4 separate regions of the Sus scrofa genome follow, and all the other regions are linked to region 3. Evidence: chromatin contacts called from public Hi-C and HiChIP or PLAC-seq data. All regions are on one chromosome and are shown on one strand. The core of a region is the stretch at or near the end of the contact, and the rest is flanking DNA. Distances in the headings are between cores, read along the strand shown. Region 1 overlaps MKL1 (MKL/myocardin-like protein 1). Region 2 holds the start of MKL1 (MKL/myocardin-like protein 1). Region 3 holds the start of ATF4 (activating transcription factor 4). Region 4 holds the start of JOSD1 (josephin-1).

Region 1 (3,541 bases), core at 772-3,271, 770 kb before region 3:
CCAACCTTCTGCAGTGAGGGATTCCACCCTCATGCCACCAGGGAGGGTACCAGGACTTGGGAAGGTCAAGTCCCCAGAGCTGTGAGGGTGGAGCCATGGGGACTGCCCACCGCTATGGCTCTTGGTGTCACCACATTTCTCTGCCTGGCAGAAGGCTCCTGAGAGGCTCCATCCTGGCTGGGGTCCCTCCTGCCTCTGCTCTGTGGCGGCAACGGGCCCAGGGGAGGGCCAGGGAAGTCCCTGCTCGGGAGAGGCTGTGGGCTGGGCTGCCCGTTGGGATCTGCTTGGAGGCTGCCAGCTGGGCCTGGTGCATGCGCCATTCCTCTCCCTGCCATTCTCACCCTCGCAGCCCAGCCCCTCACTCAGCCACATCCAGAGGGGAGGGTACTTTAGGTTTTGTGTGGCTTCTCAGCCTGCCGAGCTTGGAGGTGGGGTGACAGTGACAGGAACCAGGCATTCAGAATGGGAACCGGCCCCTAAACAGCCTCGGGCACAAACTCCTTGGGGGAGAGAGGGGGTCAGCTCGAGCCCCTCCCTCCGCCCCATGCTGCCTGAACCAGACCCTAGGGAGGCAGTCTGGCTGCAGGGGGACCCTCCCACATCGCCTTCCTGGGGTGCACGGGCCTGGACTGCTGCCCTCACCCCACACTGGGTCTCTCTCTGCTCTGCTCTTGTGCAGCCTTCGTCCCAGCCTGGTTCTCCAGCTCCCGGCCCACCAGCCCAGATGGACCTGGAGCACCCACCACAGCCCCTTTTTGGGACCCCTGCGTCTCTGCCAAAGAAGGAGCCCCCGGGCTATGAGGAAGCCGTGAGCCAGCAGCCCAGACAGCAGGTAAAGGGGATCCCACTGGGGCAGCCGGGAGCCAGCCTCATAGGGCAGAGAGGCCTCAGCGAGCGGCTGTCCTGGGCAGGACTGCGCCGAGCCAGGCTGAGGGCTCCTGTTCTAGATTCTCATCTTTTTTTCCTATTTTTGTCCCATAGGAAAATGCTTCCTCGAGCCAGCAGATGGATGACCTGTTTGACATCCTGATTCAGAGCGGAGGTAAAGGCCGGCCCACGCCTCGTTTCCACCCTCTCTCTCCTCATAGGTTGTCTGCAGCCCCAGGAGGCTCGCTTTAGTTCTTGAACACGGTGCAGGGCAGGCCTGGTACTTTGGATGGGGTCACGTCTGAGACGCGTCCCTTCGCCAAGGCCTGGGCGAGAATCCCCGTGGGGGTGCAGTGCCCACCCCGACCCGCCGTGTGGCCAGCGCTGTCCCGGCCGCCCAGGAGTGGCAGTGAGCAAAAGGGATGCGGGGCTCTGCGGGGCTTCCAGCCAAGTGTGGGGCAATGGGCGACGAGTCCAGTAAGGAGGGACCTTGTCATATGTTAGGGTGTCATGAGCAGCAGGGAAGACCAGGGGCTCAGGCGCTGACGTGCCCTCGGGGTCCCCGATTCTGATCTCAGGGAGACGCCGATTCCAGGGTCTGCAGTGGGGCCCGAGGTGCGTTTCTAACAAGTGCAAGTGGCACTGAGGCTCCGGGAGTTCTAGACAGAGCTGCAACTGGGAGGGCAGAGGCTACCAGAGACAGCCGAGAAGGGAGCTGGGGAGAGCTGCCTGCCCCCAAAGGGACACTGAGAAGTGGCCAGGATGCCAGGAGAGAGGGCATTTGAGGGCAGGTGGGGCTAAGGCGTGGACGGAGCTGGTCACCAAGTGAGAGCAGCCTGCTGGCTGGGAGAACAGGACCTAAAGGGTCAGGGAGCAAGCCTTTCTGCAGAGGTTTTTTTTTTTTTTTTTTTTTTTTTATTGTAGTAAAATATTCCTGACATAGTTTGCCATAATAACTATTTTTACACGTACACCTCTGTGGCATTATGTTCATTTAGTGTTGTGCAACTATCACCACCATCACTTCTAGAACTTTTCCATCAGCCTGCACTGACACTCGTTACACTTTACAGCTCACTCCCCCTTCCTCCCTCCCCACAGTAACCTCTCTTCCTCTTTCAGTCTCTCTGATTTACGAAGGGGAATCATACAGTATTTGTCCTTTTGTTTCTGGCAGCCTCACTTAGCATTATGCCCTCAAGGTTCAGCCGGGTCGTAGCTCATAGCCGATTTTCCTTCCTTTTTGTGGCTGAATAATATTCCATTGTGTAAATATACCGCATTGTATTTATCTTTATCCACTGGATGTTGGGGTTGTTTCCACTTTTGGCTCTTGTGAGTCAATGCTCTTATCAACACGGGTATTTGTTTGAGTGCCTGCTTTGGGGTATGTACCCAGAAGTGGAATTGCTGGATCACATGATGATTCTATATTTAACTTTTTGAGGAACCTAAAAGCTTTTCCACACAGCTGTACTATTTCCATTCATATGAGCAATGCCTAAGGGTTCCAGCTGCTCCACATCCTTACCAACCTATTTTCAAAACAATTTTTAAATAGCCTAGTGGTTGTGAAGTCATTCTTCACTGTGGTTTTAATTTGCATTTCCCTAATGACTAAGAATGTTGGGCATTTTATCTTTTCATGTGCTTGTGGGCCATTTGTGTATCTTCCATTGGAGAAATGTCTACTGCATTCCCTGCCCATTTCCCAGTTGGGTTTTGTTGTTGATTTGTGGGAGTTCTTCATTCTGAGTATCAGTCACTTAACAGACGATTTTCAGGTATTTTCCCCCATTGCATGGGTTGCCTTTTCACTCTCTGATTTTTGGCCATGCCTGCAGCATGCAGAAGTTCCCAGGCCTGGGGTTGAACCTGTGCCACAGTAGTGACAATGCCAGGTTCTTAACCCACTAGGCCACCAGGAAACTCCACTTTTTTTTTTTTTTTTAAGTACAGTTGTTTTGCAGTTGCTATATAGTCTTTTCACTCAGTTGATGGTGACCTTTGATGCACAAAAGTTTAAAATTTTTACATAGTCCAGTGAATTTTTTCTTTCCTTGTCTATGCCTTTGTGGTTATAACCAAGAAATCATTACTAAATCCAGCATCATGAATATGTTCCCTTTTAAGAGCTTTGTAGATTTTAGCTCCTAAATTTAGGTATTTGACCCATTTGGAGTGCATCTTTGTACGCAGTGTAAGGCAGGGTCCAGCTGCATGTCTTCAGGCTGGTTTCTGACACCCTTTCACTTTCTGGTTGGCAGAGATTTCAGCAGATTTCAAGGAACCAGGGAAGGAGAAGTCCCCCTCGACGACAGGAGCCTGCAGGTCACCCCTGGCCGCACAGCCCTCGCCCTCCGCCGAGCTCCCTCAGGCCGCCCCACCTCCCTCGGGCTCACCGGCCCTCCCTGGGCGCCTGGAGGACTTCCTGGAGAGCAGCACAGGGCTGCCCCTGCTGACGGGCGGGCACGAGGGGCCAGAGCCCCTCTCCCTCATCGACGACCTCCACAGCCAGATGCTGAGCAGCTCTGCCATCCTGGACCACCCCCCCTCCCCCATGGACACCTCGGAATTGCACTTTGCACCTGAGCCCAGCAGCGTGGGCCTGGACCTGGCCGACGGCCACCTGGACGGCATGGACTGGCTGGAGCTGTCGTCAGGCGGGCCCGTG
Region 2 (3,334 bases), core at 743-3,242, 990 kb before region 3:
ATTGTAAGTATCTAGACATATAATTGCTGTTATAAATATGACCGATCATTGCAAGTGTTGGCAAGGATGTGGAGAGCTGGAATCCTCCTACCGGGTTGGTGGGAGTGTAAAGCGGTGCAGCCACTTTCAAAAACAGTTTAGCAGCTTCTCATGGTGTTACACACAGTTACCAGATGAGCCAGCAAGTCCACGCCTGGGTCTAAACCCAAGAGAAAGTAAAGCATGTCCACACAGCGGGGCTCCCTGGCCCCGCCTTCTGGGTGCAGAGCCCGGCCAAGGCCCTGTCCCAGGCCAGCGTGTCCCCGTGCAGAGTGGCCATGCTGGGAACTGGGGGGAGGGCCCCTGGGAGGTTGGGGATGGGGGTCGTGTCGCACTGTCCCACATGTCAGAGCAGCCGTGATGAATGGAGGGAGACACAGGGAGATGCAGAAGTCACCCGATTTCACAGGATTTCTCTGAAATCCCGCGGTACCAGAATGGGGTCTGCTCTGTGGCTTCAGGTGGGGGTGCCCAGGGGTCTGAGGTTCCCCGGGTGGGACTGGAGACTGGGGACTCCGCGGAGAGGCTGCCCCAGCCCTCGGCGCGCTTCTGTGGGAAGGCCTGAGGTTTAGGTGAAGCGTGTGGTGTTTAGAAGTAACATTGTTGGTGATTAGAGCAACACTGTTTCCGTAACACTGTTTCTGAGTCTAGTGCGTTGGAGAGAGAGGAATAAGCCCGGAGCGTTGCATGAAGCTCAGCCTGAGTGGTTCAGGGCGGAGCCCCCTGCACGTTGTGGTGTTTTCGTTGCTGCACTTGGGACTGTTCCCCGCCTGCAACCGCCCTGTGGCTGGACGGCTGTCCCTCCAGGCCCACGGTCCTGTCAGTGTAGACCACTGCAGGAAGGATCCCTGGAGTCTTGGTGAAAAGCTTTGTGCAGGCATTGGGTGGGGCTTCCCCTCATATTTATGATCTTAATTTATACAGAGCCCACCGTGCCGCACAGGCCTCCTGTATCGCTATGTACATATCCACCTCTGGGGTTGTAAGTACCCTGTTCTGTGTATAAATAAAACTGGCCTGTTTTTGAAAAACAAAAATAAAAACATGTCCACACAAAAACCTGTACACAGGAGTTCCCTGGTGGCCTAGTGGGTTATGGATCTTGTATTGTCACTGCTGTGGCTCAGGTCACTGCTGTGGCACAGGTTCAATCCCTGGCCTGGGAGCTTTTGCATGCCATGAGTGTGGCAAAAAAAATCCAAAACCTGTGCACAAATGTTCATAGCAGCATTAGTCATGATAACCAAAAAGTAGAAACAACCCAAAGGTCCATAAACTGAATGGAAAAATAAAATGTAGTATAATCACACAATAGAATATTATTCAGCCATGAAAAAGAATGAAGTACTGATACTTGCTACAACATGATTGAACCTTGAAATCGCTACACTAAGTGAAAGAAGCCGATCACAAAGACTATATGGCTTATGATTCTATCTTTATGAGATGCCCCATGTAGGCAAATCTTTGGAGCTATAAAGTAGGTTAGTGAATGCCTAGGGCTGGGCGAAAGGTGGGGTGGGGGAAGGAAATGACTGCTGATGACTAGGAGTTCTTCCATGGGGTGATGAAAATGTTCTAAAATTTACTGTGGTGATGGTTGCACCACTCCGTGAATATACGAAAAACCATTGAATCATACCTTTCAAAAGATGTGTTTTATGGTATATGAATTACATCTCAATAAATCTGTTTTGAAAAAGCGGGTGAGGGTGGGAGGGCTGTAACCACAGGAAGCCTTGAGGAAGGCACAGTCTCTTCTCCGTTTTCAGGGCAAGTATCTAGTCTCTCCCTCCTCGCCCAGCCTCCTGGGAGCCTCGTCCAGCTACAGCTTGCCCACATTTGGAGGATATTAGGACTGCCCTTTGGGAACAACTTTGAACACTCTTTGCTGAAAGGGACTTCCTAGGAACACCTTCGACATCTGAACTGTGGTGTCAAGTTGGGCTTCAGCTGATTCTGCTGACAATGTTGGACTCAGTACTTGGGTGGATTTACAGCTTGGCTCTGCTGCTGACTTGCTGTGTCATCCAGTAAGTCCCCGACCTGCTCTGTGCCAAATGGTAACCAGAGTAAAATGAGCCTGCCTTGGGATTCTCCTTGCTGCAGGCTTTTTTTGTATGTGTTGGGGCGGGGAGGTGGGGGTGCTGGCAAAATGAGAGTAACTAACATTTGCACAGGCTTTTTTTACACACATGCCTTTTCTTAGCTGACCCCGTGGAACAGATAAGATCCACAGCGCAGATGTAGATACGGAGGTTCCTAGAGTTGGGTGACTCTCAGGGCCGTCCAGCTGGCGGTGCTGCACCCCACGCCTAGGCCTTCTGCTCTTCTGATTCCAAATTCTGAGTTCATTCCTCTCCATGGCACTCCCTTTTTTTTTTTTTTTTTTTTCTTTTTAAATAATGATTTTTATTTTTTCTGTTATAGTTGGTTTGGGCCCCCTTCTGATGACTCTCTTTCTTTCGGCTTCTGAAATGCCTACATAGAGAAAAGGACTTACCTTTCAAATTGGTGCCAGCCACTGTGTTTTCAGCCCTTGCAGACAGCCCCTCTCCAGCCTTCCCTCTCTGGCCATTTGCCTGCTGGTTGCCTCTCACCCACTTCAGTTCTGCAGCATCTGGGCTCTGATCTCACCCAGCTGAACAAGGCTGGCTCACCCTCTGATGGTGGGTAAATGTTTGCAGAAAGCTTTGAGGTGGGGCTGGAATGAAAACCCAGCTCTCTTTTTTTTTTTTTTTTTTTTTTTTCTGCTTTTTAGGGCCGCACCCACAGCATATGGAGATTCCCAGGCTAGGGGTCGAATCGGAGCTACAGCTGCTGGCCTACACCACAGCCATAGCAACTTGGGATCTGAGCTGCATCTGCAGCCTACACTGAGGCTCACGGCAACGCCAGATCCTTAACCCACTGAGCAAGGCCAAGAGTCAAACCCACATCCTCATGAACTCCGAGAAGCCAGTTCTTTTTCAGAAGAGCTTTAAACCCCAGTTTTTTATTAGGGTACCCAGGACGCTTCATGATCTGGCCTCTACCCACCTGTCAGGCCTCTGCCTCCACCACCTCCTATTTCTCCCCGTGTCATATTTCAGTGGCTTAGCATTGCTACAAAGTGTCCCATGCTTCTCCAACGTCTACACACAATGGCCCCTTGGATTTTTCTTTGCTTGTCTGCCTCCTAAGCTCTTTTTCAAAATGCCCCAGAATGTCCTTCGCCCCCAGCTCCCTTCTGCTCCCTGCTCTGTCCTCCACCAAACATCCAGCACGACAAATATCCTCCACCAAACATCCTGCT
Region 3 (3,122 bases), core at 391-2,890:
GAGGGACTGTGCTGGGGAGAGCCCAGATAGGAGTCAGGGCTCATACAGATGCCACTGTCATTATCTGAGGGGGCATCCTCTTCCTTTATGCATTGAGGAATCAAGGTAATGTAAGTAGTGGAGTCTGGCTTCCTATCTCCTTCCGAGATTTCCACTTCACCCTGTATCTCTAAACTAAAGGAATTATCTGGAGTGGAAGACAGGGCCCCTGGGGAAAGGGGAAGAGTTTGCAAGAACGTAAAGGGGGCAACCTGGTCAGTTGTTGGTAAACTTTCTGGGAGATGGCCAATTGGGTTCACTATCTGCGGGGGCTCCTGGAGTGGGGGGTCAAAGAGATCACATGTGTCATCCAACGTGGCCAAAAGCTCATCTGGCATGGTTTCCAGGTCATCTATACCCAACAGGGCATCGAAGTCGAACTCCTTCAGATCCATTTTCTCCACCATCCAGTCTGTCCCGGAGAAAGCATCCTCTGCAAGAGATTTAAGAGGGACGGAACCCAGAGTCAGATGCACGCGGCAGCAAGGCTTTATCACCAGACCCCACCGGCAGGGAAAAGCCCACTCACCCTTGCTGTTGTCTGAGGCACTGACCAACCCATCCACAGCCAGCCATTCGGAGGAGCCCGCCTTAGCTTTGTCGCCGGAGAACCCATGAGGTTTGAAGTGCTTGGCCACCTCCAGATATTCGTCTAAGAGCCCTAAGCTCTCTTCAGCCCCCAAACCCGACGGGTCGAAGGGGGACATCAAGTCCCCCACCAACACCTCGCTGCTCAGGAAGCTCATCTCGGCCATGTTGCGGAGTTTTGATGGAATCGAGGAATGTGCTTAATTCGAAGGTGTCTTTGTCGGTTACAGCAACGCTGCTGCTGAATGCCGTGAGAAGCCTTAACAGGAACCAGAAACCAAGCCCCATTAGAGAACAGCTGGTCTGAGCCTTTCGCCTCTCCACCCCCGGGGCAGGACGGCCAAATCCCGACCCCGTGTGGTTGTTGAGACTTGGGGGCCGCTGGCCCCGGCTGCCAACCTTCCCCGCGTCCGCCTGGCGGCGCAAGATGGACGCCCGGCCGTTCCCCGACCCGCCACCAGAGGAAGGCGCCCGGTCCTCCCGGCCGAGTCCGGCCCCGCCCACGCCCGCCCGTGACTCACGCCGCGGCCGCCGCCCTGCCCCGCCGCCATCTTGGCTGCTGCCACGTTTCGTGGAGCCCCAGGGGGAGCCCCGGCCCCCCGGCCGGGGCCGGAGGTACCGAGGACTTCGCCCCACGCCCGAACAGCGCAGCGGCCTCTCGACCCAGGGGCGCTGGCGCTTCGGCGTCACCCCATCAGCGGCCACGCGTCCCGGGCGCTCGTAAAACCGCTTCCCCCTCCGCGACGCCGCCGGACCGCGCCCCAGCATCAGACAAGAACCCTTCACCGACCCGGGGGGACACGGCCCAGAGCGTCGGGCCCCGGTACTTACGCCATGGCTTAAGCCGCTGGGGGGTGCCGCTGCAGAGCCTGGTGCTGCTGCCGCCGCTGCAAAGGCCAATGCTGCCGCAGGCACTGCTGCCTCTAATACGCCATGGCGGCCGCGGACCCTGCGGGAGCGGAGGAAGAAAAGCGCCCACTCGCAGAAAAGGACTACATCTACAGCGGAGAGGAAAAGAAATGGCGGCGGTTCGCCGAGCGCGGGTCCTTTATAGACTCTGCCTCTGTGGGACGCATCACAGAGAATATTCTTCCGCCTAGGTCACGTGACCAGCGCCTCCCACCCACGCGCTTTCATTTAACCGACGCCCCTACCATTTCCAGTCTCTGACTTTTATGTCGAGGGCGAAACTGTGAGGACCAAATGAGTTACTTTTATTTACAGCCTCAAAAAAGGGCGCACTACTTTACAAGGCTTTTGAGATCTAAGGATCACCACCGTCCGCTGCCGGGATGCGCGGAAGGATCTTGCACAGCTACTTCCGGTGCTAGCCCGAGAGGCGGAGACGAGTCTTTCACCCCAAGAAGGGCTTTTATTGTGAAGTACGAGGTCTCCTGGTTATCGCGCGAGCTACTGGCGGAGAGCGCGCGTCGAAATGATTGGTTAGGCATGGTGAGTCATATATACATCGAGTTTCTATTGGCTCAGGCTCCGAGGCGGGCGGGTTGTTCAGCGAGGGAGCCCCTGATCTGCGCGGGAAGGTGGGTGAGGTTCCCGCCGCCGGGCCCCGGCGTCCTGCTCGCCGTAGCGCCGCTCTGCAAAGGCTCCCTCAGCCCCGCCCACCCAGCTGGCCTTGATTGCCCCGGGCAGCCCTGGCCCAGATCCAAATAGTGGCGTTAGGTCCGAATCCTCGTGGTCCTTTCCTGCCGCCCTTGGAGAAGCTCCGAACTAGGGACCGGGTTTAGGCCCGAATGTGAAACTAGTCAAGAGTAAATGTTATTTCGTCTGTTTTCACTTGCACACACTTGCAGAATACTGAGGACGTGTGAACCCTTCAGTAACTGGAAGGGGAGACTGATGACCTCAGCTGAGATCCACCTACCATCAAAGGCCTGCTCTGCGTCCTGACTCAACTCTGTAGAGGCGAGTCGAGTGGAGGAAATCCATAATCCTGTGGTCTAAACAATTGTATTTTTACATATCCATTCTGCTAAAATACAAGTTTCCTTTTATGTTAAAGAATGAAACCTATGACAGGGGAACTTCTTTCAGTTTATGTAGTTTCACTTCCCCTAAAAATGAGGTATTTTATTTAGCTGCTCTTTCTCACTCTAGGGTAGTTTCAATTATTTACCAACTCTGTAACTCCGCGGCATAACCACTTCCCAGCAAGTCCTACTGCCTGGGTGCTTGATCAGACCTGCCCACTTAGGGGAATTTGTGTGTTTGGAGGCCACAGTCCAGGTTAGGGCCAGTAACTTGCCCTCTCTACTGGGGAACTGTCAAGAGCTAGGAGAAAGCTCTTTCACCATCTTCCAGTCCTCCAATCAGGCCCTGTAGGGAAACCTTGAGTTTCCACTCCCCTTCATTTCAGTGGGCCCTACAAATATTATTTCTATGAGGACAGTGAGGTCAAAAATTGGTCAGGCACTTCCTACATAACAACTAACCATTCATTGATTTGAGTCAGTCTAGCCCAACCATTTCTTTACAGT
Region 4 (3,417 bases), core at 62-2,561, 580 kb after region 3:
GGGAATTCCTTACCATCTTTACATCCTCTTTCTGAAGACAGGTAAAAACCAAGGTTCAAATCCTACTAGTTGTGTGACCTCAGGCAAGTTAAACTACTTAAAGCAATGTTTGCAAGCCTCAATTACAAATCTCAAGCAAATATAACTGTAAACCTTAGGTGGCTTACACATTGTAAAAATTTAAGGTAATTCGAAAGTTGTTTGGACCAGGGCTCAGGACTCCCAACCTCGTGGTAGGCACTCAAGCCAAGGGTGTTAAGTGATAATTTCGTGCTGAGTAATGGTGTTAAAAAGAGGCCCAAAATTAAGCCCCACCAAGATTTAACACTTAAACCTAATTGCATTTTCAGCCTCTACCAGGAGTAGAAACTTAAACAATCAGTCTCTAATTTCCTGAACAACACTATTGGGGTAATCGGCCTGATAAGACCCCTTGCCTTTCTAAAAGGGAATATGACCTACCGCGATACAATCCACTTTCTTCTGTCTATTAAAAATCTCCTATTTCGTACTGCTTCTCGGATTGCCTTTCTATTTACTAGATAGGATGCTGCCTGATTTATAAATTGTTTAATAAAGCCAACTAGATTTTCAGTTGAATTTTGAAATCTAGCCAACTAGATTTTCAATTGTCTTTTAACAGTGTTGAGTCGTGTTGAAGTAGGGTTAAAGAAATGACTGAATTGTTAAGTGTGACCTTTTCTTTTATTGTTTTTCCAACTTCCTGAACAAAAATCCAAAAGGAGAGCAACTACAGTGGATGATGAATATTCGCCGATGCCTTCCACATGTCTTTGGGTTAAAAAAAAAAAAAAAAAAAATCCATGCAGGACTGAGTTCATCTTCCTGACACACACAATGCACTTAGGCCCTGAGAAAAGAGGAAAGCTCTATGGCCGCCACGGTGAGACCAGAGCAGAAGGTGAGAGGACAGTGGTCAGTGAGTAAGACGCCGAAATATGACACCAAGGAGCTGAAACGACTCTCTAGTCCACTAGAAACGTGACTCCCGAAGAGGCACTTACCCAGAGAGCTCCTGGAAAGTGAAGGCGGTCGGGCCCACTAAACCAAGAGAATTTGCGCCCGACCGCGTCAACAAGGTACTTTGAAATCACCTGGGGGAACGACGTGCTAGACAAGCATAAAACGGTCAGTGCAGGAGCAGCTAGCCCAGGTTCACGAAAGCACTGGGCCCAAGAAGCCTAGTCAGGGAGAGGGGAGGGGTGAGGAGAACCTTGACGTGCAGCCGCTGGCCCGGTCACCGCCCCGGAACGGAGCCGACGCCCGAGGGAGAGAAGGGGAGGGAAAAGGAGGCGAGGGGCGGGACAGACATCGGGGCGGGACTCCCGCCGGCCGCACGGCCTGCCCAGTCCCGGAAGGAACAGAGCCAAGGAACCGGGCATCAGCCCTACCTGCAGCGAGCCGACGTCGCTGCCCCTGCCGCTGCCACAACCGCTGCTGGGCTCCCAATCTCGCACCCCTAGGGTGGCCAACGCTGCCCGCTCCCACCAAACACCTGGCGGCCACAGCTCCAAAGCCCGCGCCGCTGACGTCAGGCTGACGTCAGACGTGACGCTGCGGCGGGGCGGGAGCAGGGACGGCGAAGGAGGGCGTTTCCGGAGCACGCGCCGGGCGGGGGCCGCTGACGTCGGGCTCAGGTGCGCGCGCCCGCCCGCACGCGGCCCAGGTGGTGGCCCGCAGCTCCAGGTGGCGGCCTGCAGCGGTGAGGGGGGCAACCGGCAGTGCGTTCTCAAGCTGTCCGGGTGGCGCGGGGGACCGGGCTAGGGCCGGGGCTAGGGGACCGGTGGGAAGGCGCCTCGGCTTGCACTCACGTGATGGGCGGGGAGGTTGGGGTGGGGGCGGCGAGCTGGGTGGGCCCGGGCCCCCAGGGCGAGGCGTATTGTCTGGCCCCACCCCTCGCGGGCCTGCCAGTCGCTGCGCAGGACCTTCCCTAGGGCTGGGACCAGACTCGCCGCGCCGCTTACCCGCGCCACCCGGTCCCCCGCGGCGGCCGGCCGGACTGCCGGAGCTGACAGGAGTTGTCTCCTCGTAGGGCTGCGCCGAGAGGGCGAGAATCCGCACTTGCCGGGGGAGCTGCGCCCGCCTCGGCCCCTTGGGGCCCCACCGCGCCCGAGGGGATGGAGAACCTCCCCCGAGACCCCAGCACGGCCCGCGATCCCACTCTGGCCGGCCCTCGCTAGCTGCTCGAAATCTGCGTTTTATCCACCACCTAGGCCTTGTCTCCTGAGTCAGTGGCGTTGTGGTTCGAAAGAAATGGAAGAAAAGGAGCGATGTGACCGATTCCGTTCGGTCCTCCTGCCTTGAGGCCTGGTTGGCATTTGCAGAAAGGAAAATACAGCAAGAAAATTGTAGGGTTTTTGGAGGGGGTGGAAGAGGAAGGTAGAAGAGGGGAAACAAGGACTTAGGTTTTATATGAATTTCTAAAACTTCTGCACTTTGACAGCGGTGGCGAAATACACTAAACCTTACCTTTCTATTGAGAAGAGAGAGAGGGAAATTATTTTTCCTTTTGATTCCAACCTTTTCTCTCCGTGACAAGGCATAAATCATGGACACCAGAAACTAAGGTGGACCTCAGGAATTCTGAAAAGACTGAGAAGCTTATATTCCTCCTCAGGAGGGAAGGGTAGGGTGTTTTTAGCCCTCTCTGGAACTTAAAACAAAAAACATGAGTTGCGTGCCATGGAAAGGAGACAAGGCCAAATCTGAATCATTGGAGCTGCCCCAGGCAGCACCCCCACAAATCTACCATGAGAAACAGCGCAGGGAGCTTTGTGCTCTGCATGCCCTCAATAACGTCTTCCAGGACAGCAATGCCTTCACCCGGGAAACGCTGCAAGAGATTTTCCAGAGGTAGGGGACCCTTTCTTTCTGGCATCTTTATACCTTTTTATTTTATTTATTTATTTATTTTTGCTGTTTCCGAATTTCTGTTTGTGGGGTAATGTCTCTGCTGCATAAACCTTCAAACCAACAGGCATTATTAGGTAGCTGTTGTTAGCAGGTATAAGGGTCACAGGAATGGGAAAGAGACTCATTACCATATATATTGAGCACTTACCATGGGCTAGGCCCAGTGCTGAGAGCCTCAGTTGTTATTGCAAGGGATCCTCTCTACAGTCTGTTGGAATGTGTTGTTTCCATTTAACGCACAAAGACGGAGCTCAGAGTAGTTCAGTCATTTGCCCAAGGTAACATAACAAGAGATGGAGCCAAGCTTGAATTCAGGTGTGTTGTTGCTGTGCTTTTGATCACTATGCTATTAATGCTTCTCAAGTCATGCCTCTAAACTTAATAGAGTTTAGAGTCTAGAAGGAGGACAATATACATACACCTGTCACCAGAGTTGGAATATTGAGGGGTCCGTAAGAAAGTATACACAATGCTCAGCTTCCC

The links. A called contact is a pair of places that touch in the nucleus more often than the background predicts. HiChIP or PLAC-seq counts read pairs in DNA pulled down with a chosen protein or histone mark.
Region 1: a contact with region 3 is called in a Hi-C map of embryonic fibroblasts, with 4 times the contacts expected there. The contact joins the enhancer-like site here to the promoter of ATF4 in region 3. A contact is called at or near these places in 1 of 5 promoter capture datasets (fetal liver), 1 of 47 Hi-C or Micro-C datasets (embryonic fibroblasts) and 2 of 2 datasets of contacts at active chromatin or transcription factors (alveolar macrophages and skeletal muscle).
Region 2: a contact with region 3 is called in an H3K27ac HiChIP or PLAC-seq map of skeletal muscle, with 5 times the contacts expected there. The contact joins the promoter of MKL1 here to the promoter of ATF4 in region 3. A contact is called at or near these places in 4 of 47 Hi-C or Micro-C datasets (embryonic fibroblasts, mesenteric adipose tissue, omental adipose tissue and 1 more) and 1 of 2 datasets of contacts at active chromatin or transcription factors (skeletal muscle).
Region 4: a contact with region 3 is called in a Hi-C map of liver, with 6 times the contacts expected there. The contact joins the promoter of JOSD1 here to the promoter of ATF4 in region 3. A contact is called at or near these places in 1 of 47 Hi-C or Micro-C datasets (liver) and 1 of 2 datasets of contacts at active chromatin or transcription factors (alveolar macrophages).

The regions. Positions count from the first base shown.
Region 1 is chr5:7,971,295-7,974,835 of Sscrofa11.1, forward strand. MKL1 (MKL/myocardin-like protein 1) reads left to right here. Exons shown (of 16, transcript XM_021092835.1): 14 at 680-832; 15 at 982-1,042; 16 at 3,135-3,541. Among named protein-coding and RNA genes, the nearest start is that of SGSM3, 45 kb to the right of the region's middle. Within about 2 kb of position 2,022, at least 17 of the 83 cell types and tissues checked have an H3K27ac peak or open chromatin away from gene starts, as enhancers often do. A contact at or near this core is called in alveolar macrophages, embryonic fibroblasts, fetal liver and 1 more, where this site is marked.
Region 2 is chr5:7,749,358-7,752,691 of Sscrofa11.1, forward strand. MKL1 (MKL/myocardin-like protein 1) reads left to right here and starts at 1,993. Exons shown (of 16, transcript XM_021092835.1): 1 at 1,993-2,072. The coding sequence starts at 2,008. It also overlaps a transcript of MCHR1 not described here.
Region 3 is chr5:8,743,396-8,746,517 of Sscrofa11.1, forward strand. ATF4 (activating transcription factor 4) reads right to left here and starts at 1,641. Exons shown (of 4, transcript NM_001123078.1): 1 at 1,459-1,641; 2 at 569-886; 3 at 1-472. The coding sequence starts at 794.
Region 4 is chr5:9,320,621-9,324,037 of Sscrofa11.1, forward strand. It overlaps JOSD1 (josephin-1), which reads left to right and starts at 1,312. Exons shown (of 5, transcript XM_013988199.2): 1 at 1,312-1,723; 2 at 2,054-2,874. The coding sequence starts at 2,690. It overlaps GTPBP1 (GTP-binding protein 1), which reads right to left and starts at 1,572. Exons shown (of 12, transcript XM_021091480.1): 1 at 1-1,572.